Linked DNA regions of Mus musculus: regions 2 and 3 are each linked to region 1. A link is a contact called in public promoter capture Hi-C data. All regions are on one chromosome and are shown on one strand. The core of a region is the stretch at or near the end of the contact, and the rest is flanking DNA. Distances in the headings are between cores, read along the strand shown.

What was found. Promoter capture Hi-C pulls out the DNA fragments that hold promoters and counts their contacts.
Region 2: a contact with region 1 is called in a promoter capture Hi-C map of cranial neural crest. The contact joins the promoter of Ankle2 here to the promoter of Zkscan14 in region 1. A contact is called at or near these places in 6 of 39 promoter capture datasets (the C10 cell line, cranial neural crest, frontonasal cranial neural crest and 3 more).
Region 3: a contact with region 1 is called in a promoter capture Hi-C map of second pharyngeal arch cranial neural crest. The contact joins the promoter of Golga3 here to the promoter of Zkscan14 in region 1. A contact is called at or near these places in 5 of 39 promoter capture datasets (cranial neural crest, frontonasal cranial neural crest, maxillary cranial neural crest and 2 more).

What each region holds. Positions count from the first base shown.
Region 1 is chr5:145,199,316-145,203,259 of GRCm38.p6, reverse strand. It overlaps Zkscan14 (zinc finger with KRAB and SCAN domains 14), which reads left to right and starts at 1,378. Exons shown (of 3, transcript NM_023322.2): 1 at 1,378-1,980. The coding sequence starts at 1,585.
Region 2 is chr5:110,229,318-110,232,973 of GRCm38.p6, reverse strand. It overlaps Ankle2 (ankyrin repeat and LEM domain containing 2), which reads right to left and starts at 1,970. Exons shown (of 13, transcript NM_001253814.1): 1 at 1,551-1,970. The coding sequence starts at 1,737.
Region 3 is chr5:110,174,170-110,178,147 of GRCm38.p6, reverse strand. Golga3 (golgi autoantigen, golgin subfamily a, 3) reads right to left here and starts at 1,291. Exons shown (of 24, transcript NM_001347389.2): 1 at 1,226-1,291. Gm15787 (predicted gene 15787) reads left to right here and starts at 1,644. Exons shown (of 3, transcript NR_040431.1): 1 at 1,644-1,831.

The DNA.
Region 1 (3,944 bases), core at 129-2,628:
CTTCGAATACTGGTAGTATCAGAGAACCTGTTGTCACACTTCAGGGGCCCACCAAAACAGACTACCGTGGAATTGCAACCCCTGCCATCAGTGGAAGACCTAGTTACAGAACTAAGGTCACAACACTGGGGGCGGAGGGAAGGGCATCTCTCAAATCCACGACTGAAGCAAACTGTATTTTGAGGTGTACCCGGGACTGTCTAGCGGGCCATCTCACTCTAAATCACTCCTGTGGTTCACAACCTTCAGTAATTCTAGTTCTAGGGTATCCGATGCCCTCTTTCTGGCCTCTGGCTGGCCCGGAACTCTCGTAGGCCAGGCTTCCCTAGAACTCACAGAGACCCGCCTGCCTCTACCTTCTGAGTTCTGAAATTAAAGGTGTGTGCCACTAATGCACTTCAAATTATTTGTTTGTTTTTTCAGGCAGGGTTTCTCTATGTAACCCTGGCTACCCTAGAATTTCTCTCTAGACCAGGCTGGCCTCAAACTGAGAGATTTTCCTGCCTCTGCCTCCTGAGTGATGGAGTTTTTTGTTTTTTAACGTGTACAGTGTCTTGCCTGAATTATATCTATGCATCACAAGTGTGCCTACTGGCCACAGGATGCCAGAAGAGGGCAGTCAGATCTCTTGGGATTAGAGTAAGTGTGCTTGTTCCTGTGGTGTCAGAACTAAACTCTGGTTCTCTGGGGTGTTTTTGGTTTTGGTTTAACGTGATTTATTTATTTTACCTGTCTGTTGTGGCACAAGGTTTTAAATCCAGAACTGGGGAGGCAGAGGCAGGCAGATCTCTGTGAGTTCGAGGCCAGTCTAGTTCCCAGAGCTAGTTTCCATAGCCGGGACTATACAAAAAAACCCTGTCTCAAAGAGTCAAAAACAATTTTTAAGTAATTAAAAGAAAAATATACATGTGTATATAGATAGATAGATGTAGATATAGATATAGTTTTACTTTATTTATGGCTGTTTGACCTGCACCATGTTGTGGGAGCCAGTAATTAAACCTAGATCCTCTAAAAGAGCAGCCTGTGTCTTTAACCGCTGAACCATCTCACCAATCCATCTTTTTTTTAAAATTTATTTATTTATATTTATTTTTTTCAAGACAATTTTTTTCTCTGTGTAGGACCCCCTATCTATCTAATCCATCCATCCATCCATCCATCCATCCATCCATCCATCCATCCATCCATCCATCCATCCATCCATCCATCCATCCATCCATCCATCCAATCTGTCATGACTGTCATGACGTGGCCTGCGGCCCCTTTAGTAAAATAAGAAAGGCGAACCATAGAGATGCATCTTAGTCCTCCAGGGCGCTTAGAAAGACCTTACGCAGGCGAGGCCTCTTCCCAGAGGCGGGGTTAATTACGCACTTCCGCTTCGGTTTGTTTTTCTGTCACCTGCCGAAATGAGAACTGAGAAGACCGGGTTCGCGTGTGTGCTGTGTCCGTAGTGGCCTTTTCTGGGCCTCGTTTTTGGAAGAGGGTAGCACTCCGCCTCGGTTTCAGAAAAGGTCCGTGAAGTCATTGGGCTTTGCTCTTCTAGAAAACAAGCTCGACCTGGACGGTCCAGAGGCTCCAATGGCTGCAGGCTCTGGGGTCGTCCCGCCACCTCTCGGTGCTGGGCTTTGTACGGTGAAGGTGGAGGAGGACTCTCCGGGGAATCAGGAGTCCTCCGGTTCCGGAGATTGGCAGAACCCCGAAACTTCTCGAAAACAATTCAGGCAGTTGCGCTACCAGGAAGTGGCCGGCCCTGAGGAGGCGCTGAGCCGACTTTGGGAGCTCTGTCGGAGGTGGCTGAGGCCCGAGCTGCTCTCCAAGGAGCAGATCATGGAGCTGTTGGTGCTGGAGCAATTCCTCACCATCCTGCCCCAGGAGCTCCAGGCCTACGTGCGGGACCACAGCCCTGAAAGTGGGGAGGAGGCTGCGGCCTTGGCGCGGACTCTGCAAAGAGCACTGGATCGGGCCTCTCCGCAGGTGAGACTCGAGTGGACTCTGCATGGCACCAGAGAGATGGCTTAGTGTTTAAGACCCTGAGCTGCTCTTCCAGAGAATGAACTCAGTTCCCAGGACCCCATATAGAGGGGGCTCACAACCATCTGTAGCTCTAGCTTCAAGTGATCTGATGCCATGTTCTAGGCATCTGCATTAACGTGCCCGCGTGCCCAGTCGTGATGATTCAGAGAATACAGCCTGGTTGTCTACACACACACACTTTGAATGAGAATGGCCCCTATATTTGAATATGTTAGGTCCATGAGAAGGCACCTTGGAAAAAATAAATACTCTTGATACTTATTACTGGTTTTGAGATACAGTTTGATTTTTTTTTTTCTTAAAGGTAGAGTCTCACTGTGTGTCCCTATCTGACTTGAACTCATTATATATTATACCAGACTGACCTTTAACTCACAGAGATCCACTTTTACTGTACCTCCAAAGTTCAGGGATTAAAGGTGTGGACCATCATTCCTAGCTTAATTGAAACAGAGCTCGCGTGTGCCTTTTAGAATACAATCTACAATCATTGTCAGTGTAAAAAGTCTAGTTTCTTTTTATTTTTGTTTCCTGTGTGTGACTATGTGTATGAGTGTATGCCACACGTGTAGGGGTGATCAAGGAGCACAGAACAAGGTAGTAGACCCCTGGAACTGGAATCACGTGCTGTTGTATGTTGCCTAATGTGGGTACTGGGCACGTAACACAGGTCAGTCTTCTAGAGAAACAGGAAGCACTCTTCTGATTCATCTCTCCTGCTCGTGAAAAGCTAATCTCAAAATATTCTTTAGATCCTCCCCACAAAATGCCATTTTATACTTTAGCTATGTTTTTCCATCTCAGCACGAGGGACATTTGGGTGAATGCTTAGTTGTTAGGGGCAGACATTCAAGCACTTCAGATTTTGGGATCTTGGGTTTCGAAAATGCTGGAGCACCGATTTCATTCCTGACTGAACTGTGAGATACTCTGAAATTGTGAACAGTACATACGGCTCACTGTGACTTAATGGGTCAGAAGTTGAGTCCATGCTCAGCTGAATTCATTGTTCCTGGGCTTGGGGTAAGGCAGAGCACCACTACAGAAGGGTCTGCCGGAGCACATATGTTCACTTCCTGGCTGTGAGGAAGCAGAGTGGGGATGCAGAAAGGTGTCAGGGCAAGCTAGAGCTCTCAGGACATTCCTCTGCATCTTCCACCTAGAATGTCTCTCCCTCGTCCCCAGTTGAATTAGGATCTTATGTAGCCCAGGCTGGCCTAGAACAGCCCACTATGTAGAGGGAAGAGTATGACCCTAGCATTTCTGACCCTCCTGCCTCTACTTACTGAACTCTAGGATTATAAGTATTTGCTGTCACATCTGGTTTATGTGGTCCTGGGGACTGAGCTCAGCTTTGTGCATGACAGACCAGTCAGTAGTCTTAAACTGAGCCACATTCCAGTTTTAATTGCCACTTTGGTAAGCCACAGTGATAGAACTCGAATATTTCACCCTTGCCTTCCCTAGACTGTCATAGATGATCCACAGAAAGTTTTTCAAGGTTATAGGAGGAACCAGGTAGCACATGCCTTTAATCCCAGCACTTGTGAGGCAGGGCTACACAGAGAAATCCTGTCTCAAAAAACAAACAAACAAACAAAAAAACAAAAAACACAAAACCTAACCAAAGACATTATATGTGGCCTTCTAGTGAGAATCTTGAGTCTGTATGGATGTGACACCTGGTGGCCTATAGCTTAGTCTGGAAATAGGAGGTGAGACCTTCGGGAGGCAAAAAGGATTCTGAGATAGTGCCAGGTGTGAGAGATTTCCCCGGGGAAGATTTGACAAGATGGACACATAGTACCTCAGCACAGGTAACCAACCTCTCGGCAGAATATACATTAGAAGAAATGGACTAATGTAAGTTATGATCTAGTCAGAGAAGAGCCTAGCTATATGGC
Region 2 (3,656 bases), core at 721-3,220, about 35 Mb after region 1:
TATACATTGATACTCACTTTAGGCTGAACTCCTTCCCCCCGATCAGCTGGTAGAGGATCTTAGTACATGAGTTGAACTGTTCTGTATTGTTTTATAAACCTTTATACACCTAAAATGACTTCAAAATGAAAAACTAAAAACTGAAAAGAATCTTTCAGTGAAACAAGATGCCGCAAACACTGGTCTTGGCTCTCTCTATACCCTTTTAGCCACATGCACTGGGTGATTTTCACTGTGACCTGCTCTTGAGTTTTTCGTACAGTGTTCACTGAGTAAACGGGCTAGTGCACACTATATTTATTAAAGTTGCCCTTACTGCTTTGTGCTTTCCTGTAACTGCACCTACAAGTGTATATGTGTGTGTATTTCCAAGTCGGAGACTAGTCTCTTTCGGTGCCACTTCCTTTTTTAACACTCAACTGTTTGTTTTACATCCTGACCAAAGTTTGCCCTCCCTCTCCTCTCAGTTCCTCTCCACCCCATCAACCAGCCCTGGCACATCAAGTTGCAATAAGACCATGCTATTTTCTTAGCGGGGTCAAGAGAATGTAAAACCCAAAAGACAAGCATTGGCCCTGTTGTCACAACACAAACATTTCATTTCTCCACGGCCATGTAAAAATAACCAGCATTACCCTGACCTTCCTGTTCCCATTTCTTAAGCAAAAAACAAACAAACAAAAACAAAAACACGAAAACAAAACCCCCAAGAAACCAACGACTGCTAAGAAAGGGTTGATATGTATGTCAGTGGTAGAAGACTTGTCAAGATGTGCCACGCCTTGAGTTTTATACCCAGCCCTAAGTAATTAAAAAATGAAATTGTGTTTAAGTTCATAGTAGCAAATGGAGCCTCTGTTACCCGTAAGATCTTGTTAGGGTTGGGTTATCTCTAAAGTTCTAAAGTTGAGTTAATGGCTTAAAATGTCATTTTCCTTCTAGAAGAATTACTTTTCATCTTCCACTAAGAACTAGATTTAGGAGAAAGTGAGCGTTAGTGAAAAGTGGCTTCATACGAACACATACCTCGGGCTGGTGAAAGAGCACACCGACTGCTCTTTCCGAAGGTCCTGAGTTCAAATCTCACAACCACATGGTAGCTCACAACAAGAGACCTGACGCCCTCTTCTGGTGCGTCTGAAGACAGCTACAGTGTACTTATTTATAACAATAAATAAATCTTTGGGCGGGGGGCCGATCGGAGTGAGCGAGCAGGGTTGACCCGAGCGAACAGAGGTCCTAAATTCAATTCCCAACAACCAGATGAAGGCTCACAACTATCTGCACAGCTACAGTGTATACTCATAGACATAAAATAAGTAAATCTTAAAAATAAATTTAAAAAATTCTAAAGAAATCTTAAAAAACAAAACAAAAACAAAACACATACCTCGTAAACATGGGATTACAGTTTAGAGAGGTGGAGAGAAGAAGTGCTAACAGGGCTGTGGGTTCTCATCAAAAGTTTCCAAAATATCCGCGATAGGGTCTTACCGTATCCAGGGGGCGTGGAGAGTGAGGTTTTCCTCCCACGACTGACGCTGCCTTACCTGGCTGTGCGGCCACCGCTTCAGACGCGCTGGGCGGAGAGGAGAGCGTCCCGCAACGGTTCAGGTCCCGCGGCCGCTTCTCTAGCCGGCGGACCAGCCAGCGCACGGCGATGAACAGCACCGAGGCGCCCAGGAGCTCCCAGGCCAGGGCCGCCCACTCCACCACAGCCAGCCGCTGCCACAGCATCGCCACCGCCGGCGCCGAGGCCTTGAGCGCGGCCGCTGCAAATGCAGCCCGCGTCGCTCCCGCCTCCGGCCCTCAGAAGACCGCTCGCCTCGCCACGGGAGTCGCGCCTGCCCCAAGCCTCCTCCTCCGCCCGGCCGTGGTTAGACCAGGCGGGCTGCGCGCGCAGTGCGGGCCGTCCCGTTTCCCAACGATCAGGCTAGAACGCGGCCCGGAACGCAGCCTCAGGCGGCTCCGGAGGCAGCCCGGGGTCCTGATTAACGCGAGCGCAGCCCGGCAGTGGCGCGGGCAGCTTGGTCGGGGTCCTGAGTCGGACTCGGCGCGCTGCCTGGCGCGGCTCGCTCTTCAGGTGCGCCGCCCCGAGTTGTCGCTGCTGGAGAGCGCGAGCGGGCTCCTGGGTCACCCAGACTGTGTGTCATCCCGAAGCCAGCAGAGCTGGGGCCATAGTGCTTGACTGATAGGGGCTGAGGATGAATACGGCGGCCAGAAAGCCCAGCTCTGCCTCCTGTTGTTAATGAAGATTTTCTCTGGAATACAGGCAGAATGCCTATACCATTCCGACGGATAACGCGAAAGCCTACCTAGCACTGGGATTAAAGATGTGAGCCACCATGCCAGGCTGCTGATTTTAATTTTTGAAGTCCTTTTCTAACCTTTGTTTTTCTTTTTTGAGTCTTAACTATATATCCCCAAACTGGCCTTATGCTGGAGATCTGCCTCCTTGAGCTCGCAGAAATGTGATTACAAGCATGTCACATTAATTTCTGCCCACAGATCATGAGCTATGGAAGCCCGTGATGGTGTAGAGGCTTCTCACATGTACTCTGAGTGGTCTTTAGAAGGCAGAGTGGAGGATGGAGGCCTGTTCTGTTCAAATGTGTATCCTACCTCCTGCCAGTGAGAACTTGGTAAGACCAATTCTCACTATCCGGAGAGGGTGGCCTGAGGAATGGCCTAAAAAGGCCTGAGTGGAGGCCCCGACACGTTCAATTTACAGGTTACCAGCCAAGAGTCAGATATACATACCCTTCAGGTCATATCTTCAGTTAAAGATGTTACTTACTCCTCAGAACAGTCTCAGGGAAGCCAAACTAGATGACTTGAGAAATGCTAAGATGAATTTCCAGTTATTTTTATAGCCCCAGGATTAGAAAGCTAATTTAGATGTATTTCAGTATTTAGCTGGGCGTGGTGGTGCACATCTTTAATTCCAGACAGAAGCATGTGGATATCTGTGTTCGAGGCCACCCTGGTCTATAGATCCAGCCCAAGAGGCATCCAAGACTAAGTAGCAAAACCTTGTCTCAAAAAAACCAAGATAAATAAGTTAAATTTAATTATAGGCAGATGGGTAAAGTAGTATTAATTCCTTAAAGAAACAGGTACAGGAATATGTCATAGAGCAGTGGAGAACAACTTTTAATGTTTTGTCTTTTGCTTCATAATTGTGTTTATTTAAAGAGACCATGTGGGGTGGGGGGCTGAAAAGATGGCTCAGCGGTTAAGATCACTGACTGCTCTTCCAGAGGTCCTGAGTTCAATTCCCAGCAACCATATGGTGGCTCACAACCATCTGTAATGGGTTCTGATGCCCTCTTCTGGTGTGTCTGAAGACAGCAATGGTGTACTTTCATACATAAAATGAATAAATCTTTTAATAAATAAATAACCATTGTTCATTAAGACTGTTAGATCTGTGTGTTATAACTAAAACATTTACTTGAAACCTAGGCAGCTGAGGATCTTGAGTTCAAGACCAGCCTGTTTCAAAACCAAAGACTTGCCGGGCGTGGTGGCGCACGCCTTTAATCCCAGCACTCGGGAGGCAGAGGCAGGCAGATATCTGAGTTCGAGGCCAGCCTGGTCTACAGAGTGAGTTCCAGGACAGCCAGGGCTACACAGAGAAACCCTGTCTCAGAAAA
Region 3 (3,978 bases), core at 42-2,541, about 35 Mb after region 1:
TGTTCATACGCACAGTTGTGTGGAGGGCAGAGGACAACTGAAGAGTGGATGCTTTCCTTCCACCACAGGGCTCCCAGGGAACTCAGGTCATCAGACTCTATAACATTCAACCACTCAGAAGTCTTTCCGATCTGCTTTTGGATTTTTTAGACAGAATATTGCTATGTAGCATGGGCCTCAAGCTGGCTGAGGTCTTCCTGTCTTGACTTCCCAAGAGCTGGTATAACAGACATGTGCCACCCTATCCAGGCTTTTCCTTTTCTTTCCATTCAAGGTACACTGTATCTGAGTCATTAACGGACTATAAAAGTCAGGCGGCATTTGTAAATGGTTTACAGTGTCCTACTGACAATAAAATACAAACTTCTTAGCCTCGACCGGAGACCACTTTAATTGGGTTCCTACTTATGTCTGTACCCCTCACATGCTGTGTCTTTTTTCATTATCTGGCTATATCATGCATCCAGAAGTACAACTGACTCTCCATAGGGTCTCTACACTTCTTGTTCACTTTTCTTGAGACATTCCTCTCAATAATTTTGCACAAACGATTCTTGTCATGGAGGCCTGTCTTGACTCAAAGGTAAACTCTTCCGAAGGTTGCACAAACCTAATCCTCTCAACTGTTTTGAGTTGTCAGTATACCTCCACCAGAAAGTGATGAAAACAGAGACCAAAACACTACTGTATCCTGGGACCTTTTACAAACAGGGCCTCTTTTTCTATAAACATTCAGTAAGCGCCCGTGGGAAGGTGGTAAGCTGTTCGCCTAGCTCTCTCTGGTCACTGACTCCACTGACCATGTTCAGCAAACACCTCTGAGCACCAGAATCAAAACAACCTAAGTCCCCCACGCACTGTACGACTTGCCACCATGTCACGTTCGTCATCAACTGCAAAAGGAGCAGACTTCAAACACGCTGACCCAACCAAGCAGCAGTAGCAACGCTCTCAGGGCAGACCGCATTCCGTGGGTGCAGAAGCAGTCTCTGCATTTACTGACAACCCAGCTGCGAGGCAGGTTTCCAACCCCACGGAGTAAAAGCAAAAACTGACTTGAGCTGACCGCGGCTGACCCAAAGTCTGCGCGACCCTCACCGGACTCTGCATCCGCCTTGCCCCTGTACGCCTCTCTGGGCGCGGCCAGGGTTGCCCCAACAGTTCCTCCACGGTCCTCTGCCACAAGGTCCCGACCCTCCTCAGTAATAGCCCCCAAAACCCTCACCGGTTCCGGCCCAACCCTGCGGCTCCGGTAGGACGTGGCTGTGCAAGGGGCGGGGCGCAACAGGGTACCAGTCTCGGGCAACCCCCCGGAAACAAACGGTCCGCGAGGTCTTCGTTCCGGAAGAGAGGCTGCCCTCAGCGGCCAGTAGCCACTTTCAAATTGGGGTTGGTATGGATCTCCGGACAGATTGAGATATCCTTCAGAAAGTGGACTTAAAATTTTGTGTGCCTTCCCTTCAGAGGAACAACTTCCAGCCTAAGAGACGAAATCAGGACAACCCTCCCCCCCCCCCCAAAAAAAGAAAAACGCTTCCGGTGGTAGTGACGTTGGACTCGCCACGCTCCCGCCCCTCGCGGCCTTCTGACTGGTGGGTATGACGATCCACGTGGCCACGCCCCCGGGGCGTGGCTTCCCCGCCAGACACCGCCTCCACCACAGTTCTGACAACTTGTTCCTAAGTGTTTGTCAGTCTTGTTTGTATTATTGCCAGTGTTATACATGGCCGGACACTGCGCCACGCGACTGCATTGCCAGCCACGAGGAAGTCTGACAAGTATCACAAGCTCGAGGACTGACTGGACTATAAAGTGGGACTTGTCTTAAAAGGTAAAAAGACGTCTGCGGTGTAGTTCAGAACTCTTGGGTTCAGTCTCTAGTATGTGAAGATAGGAAAGGAGAGGAAGTTCTCACAACACAATATTAAACTATTGCCACTGCTACATGGGGAAAATGCTAAGTATACATTTTGTTTTCAGTGCTCGAGATTGTATCCTGGGCCTTGAACATGTCTAGTAACCTCCCCACCTCCAAGCTACATTTCCAACCCCAAATAAAAATGACCAAAGCTTTACAAAGATATAATTTACATGCTGTAAAGTTTGCTCCTGTTTACGATTTTATCATTATTTCTGTTTCTGAGTGTCCTTGCCTGTACATTTCATACCAATAGGGTTCATATACTGTATAGCTTTGAGTTCTTTTTCAAATTGTATCCATGTTGTACATCTTTTAGTGCTTCGTTCTTATTGCTAATATCCTATTGTTTGGATATTTCCCTTTTGTTTCTGCTCATCAGTCAATGAACAAATTTGAAGGGTCTTGAGGTAGACAAAAGGACTGACAGGGTCCCAGCTTTATATGTCCAGGGGTTGATGGGGGAACCTGCTGTATCTACTGAGGACTGTTGTGTGCCAAGGACTTTGCCAGATGCTGTCTGCTTTCAGGAAACTTACTTCTTGGAGGGAAATAGTAAAAAACAGACATACAAGAGAGTAGATGATGTCAGAGCTGAATAAAGAGACAGGTGGGTAGACATTCTGCAATCTTATGGATTATTGAGAAAGGACCTCTCTGAACCTGGTGAGTGGCTCAGCAAGCAAGGTCACTTGCAGCATAAGACTGGCAATTTGAAGCTTATATAGTGGTGGAAGAAGTGAACCAACTCTACAAGTTGGCCTCTAATCTCAACGTGTGCACTTTAATACACTCACCATATATATTTACACATATCACATACATACACAATAATAATTTTTTAAAAAAAATGTAGAGACATCTCATCAATCTGAGTCAATTTCTAAAGAAAACATAGCTGTGGAAAGATGCTTCAAACCTGCCCGAGAGGTTTGAGCATGATGAAGATCTAGGAGAGTGTTAAATACGAGTAGCACGAGGAGGGGAGATCGGTGTGAGCCTAGAGAATGGCCACATAGGGTCTGTGACAATGGAAAGGCAGATCTTTCAAAGATGTCAAAGGCTACAGTGATCAGAGTTAAGTACTGGCTCAGGCACAAACTCTGGCTGTGGGAACAGAGCTCATTCTTGTCACGTAGAATGCAGTTGCTCTTCGAGAGAAGAAGGATGATGCCTGGGTTTTGACCCGAGTCACAAGGTCATAAAATTTTCTGAGATGCTGAAGACCATGAAGGCGGGCTTTCATGGTATGTGTGGGTGGTGTGACAGCATCTACTTTGGAGTTTCAAGAAACTTTGAGATGTCAGAAAGACAAGTCATACACTATCCAGTCACAGGCATAAGGATATTGCATACTTCAGGGAGCTTCTGGAGTCTGTTACTCTCAGAGAGGACAATCTTTTGTGCAGTGTACGGAAGCTTCACCTGTCAATAAAAGATTGATAGCCTATGAGCTTAGGCAGGAAATAGGGAGGTGGAAGTTCCTGTAAAGAGAGAGGATCTGGAAGAGAGTCTAAGGCTTGGGAGAAATTTTCCTGGAACTCTTGATGATTGTCTCATGAACCCTGAGGAGAGATAAACAAGCCATGTCACAGGACTTGGAATAGAACAAATGGGTTAAGTTATGAGTTAGTTGGGGAACAGGTCCAAGCTTTTGGTCTAGGCATTTATTCATATATAACTCAGTCTCAGTTGTGATTTTGGGGAACTTGAGCGCCGGGTGAAAAGGCCCGTGGTAACAGTAGACTAGGAAGTGTTTTAAGTCCCAGTGTTTATTCCCTTTGACTTTAATATAAGCTACGGGGCTATATGTTCTGTGACATTTACACTAATGTCTGTTTAATGGTCCAAAGTGCTCAGGAGCAGGAGGTAGTCCTGCTATAGATCACCTGAGCTTACTTCATGTGGCTAAGTATATCTGTTGAGTCTGTAAGACTGGCCTCTCCTACTTTATGGGCCTAGCTTGAGGAATTCTCATTTCTTGAGGAGAAACCCAGCCCATTTATACAGCCCTGACAGTGTATAAACATTAACTGGTGTGCATACAAAATTTGAGGGGA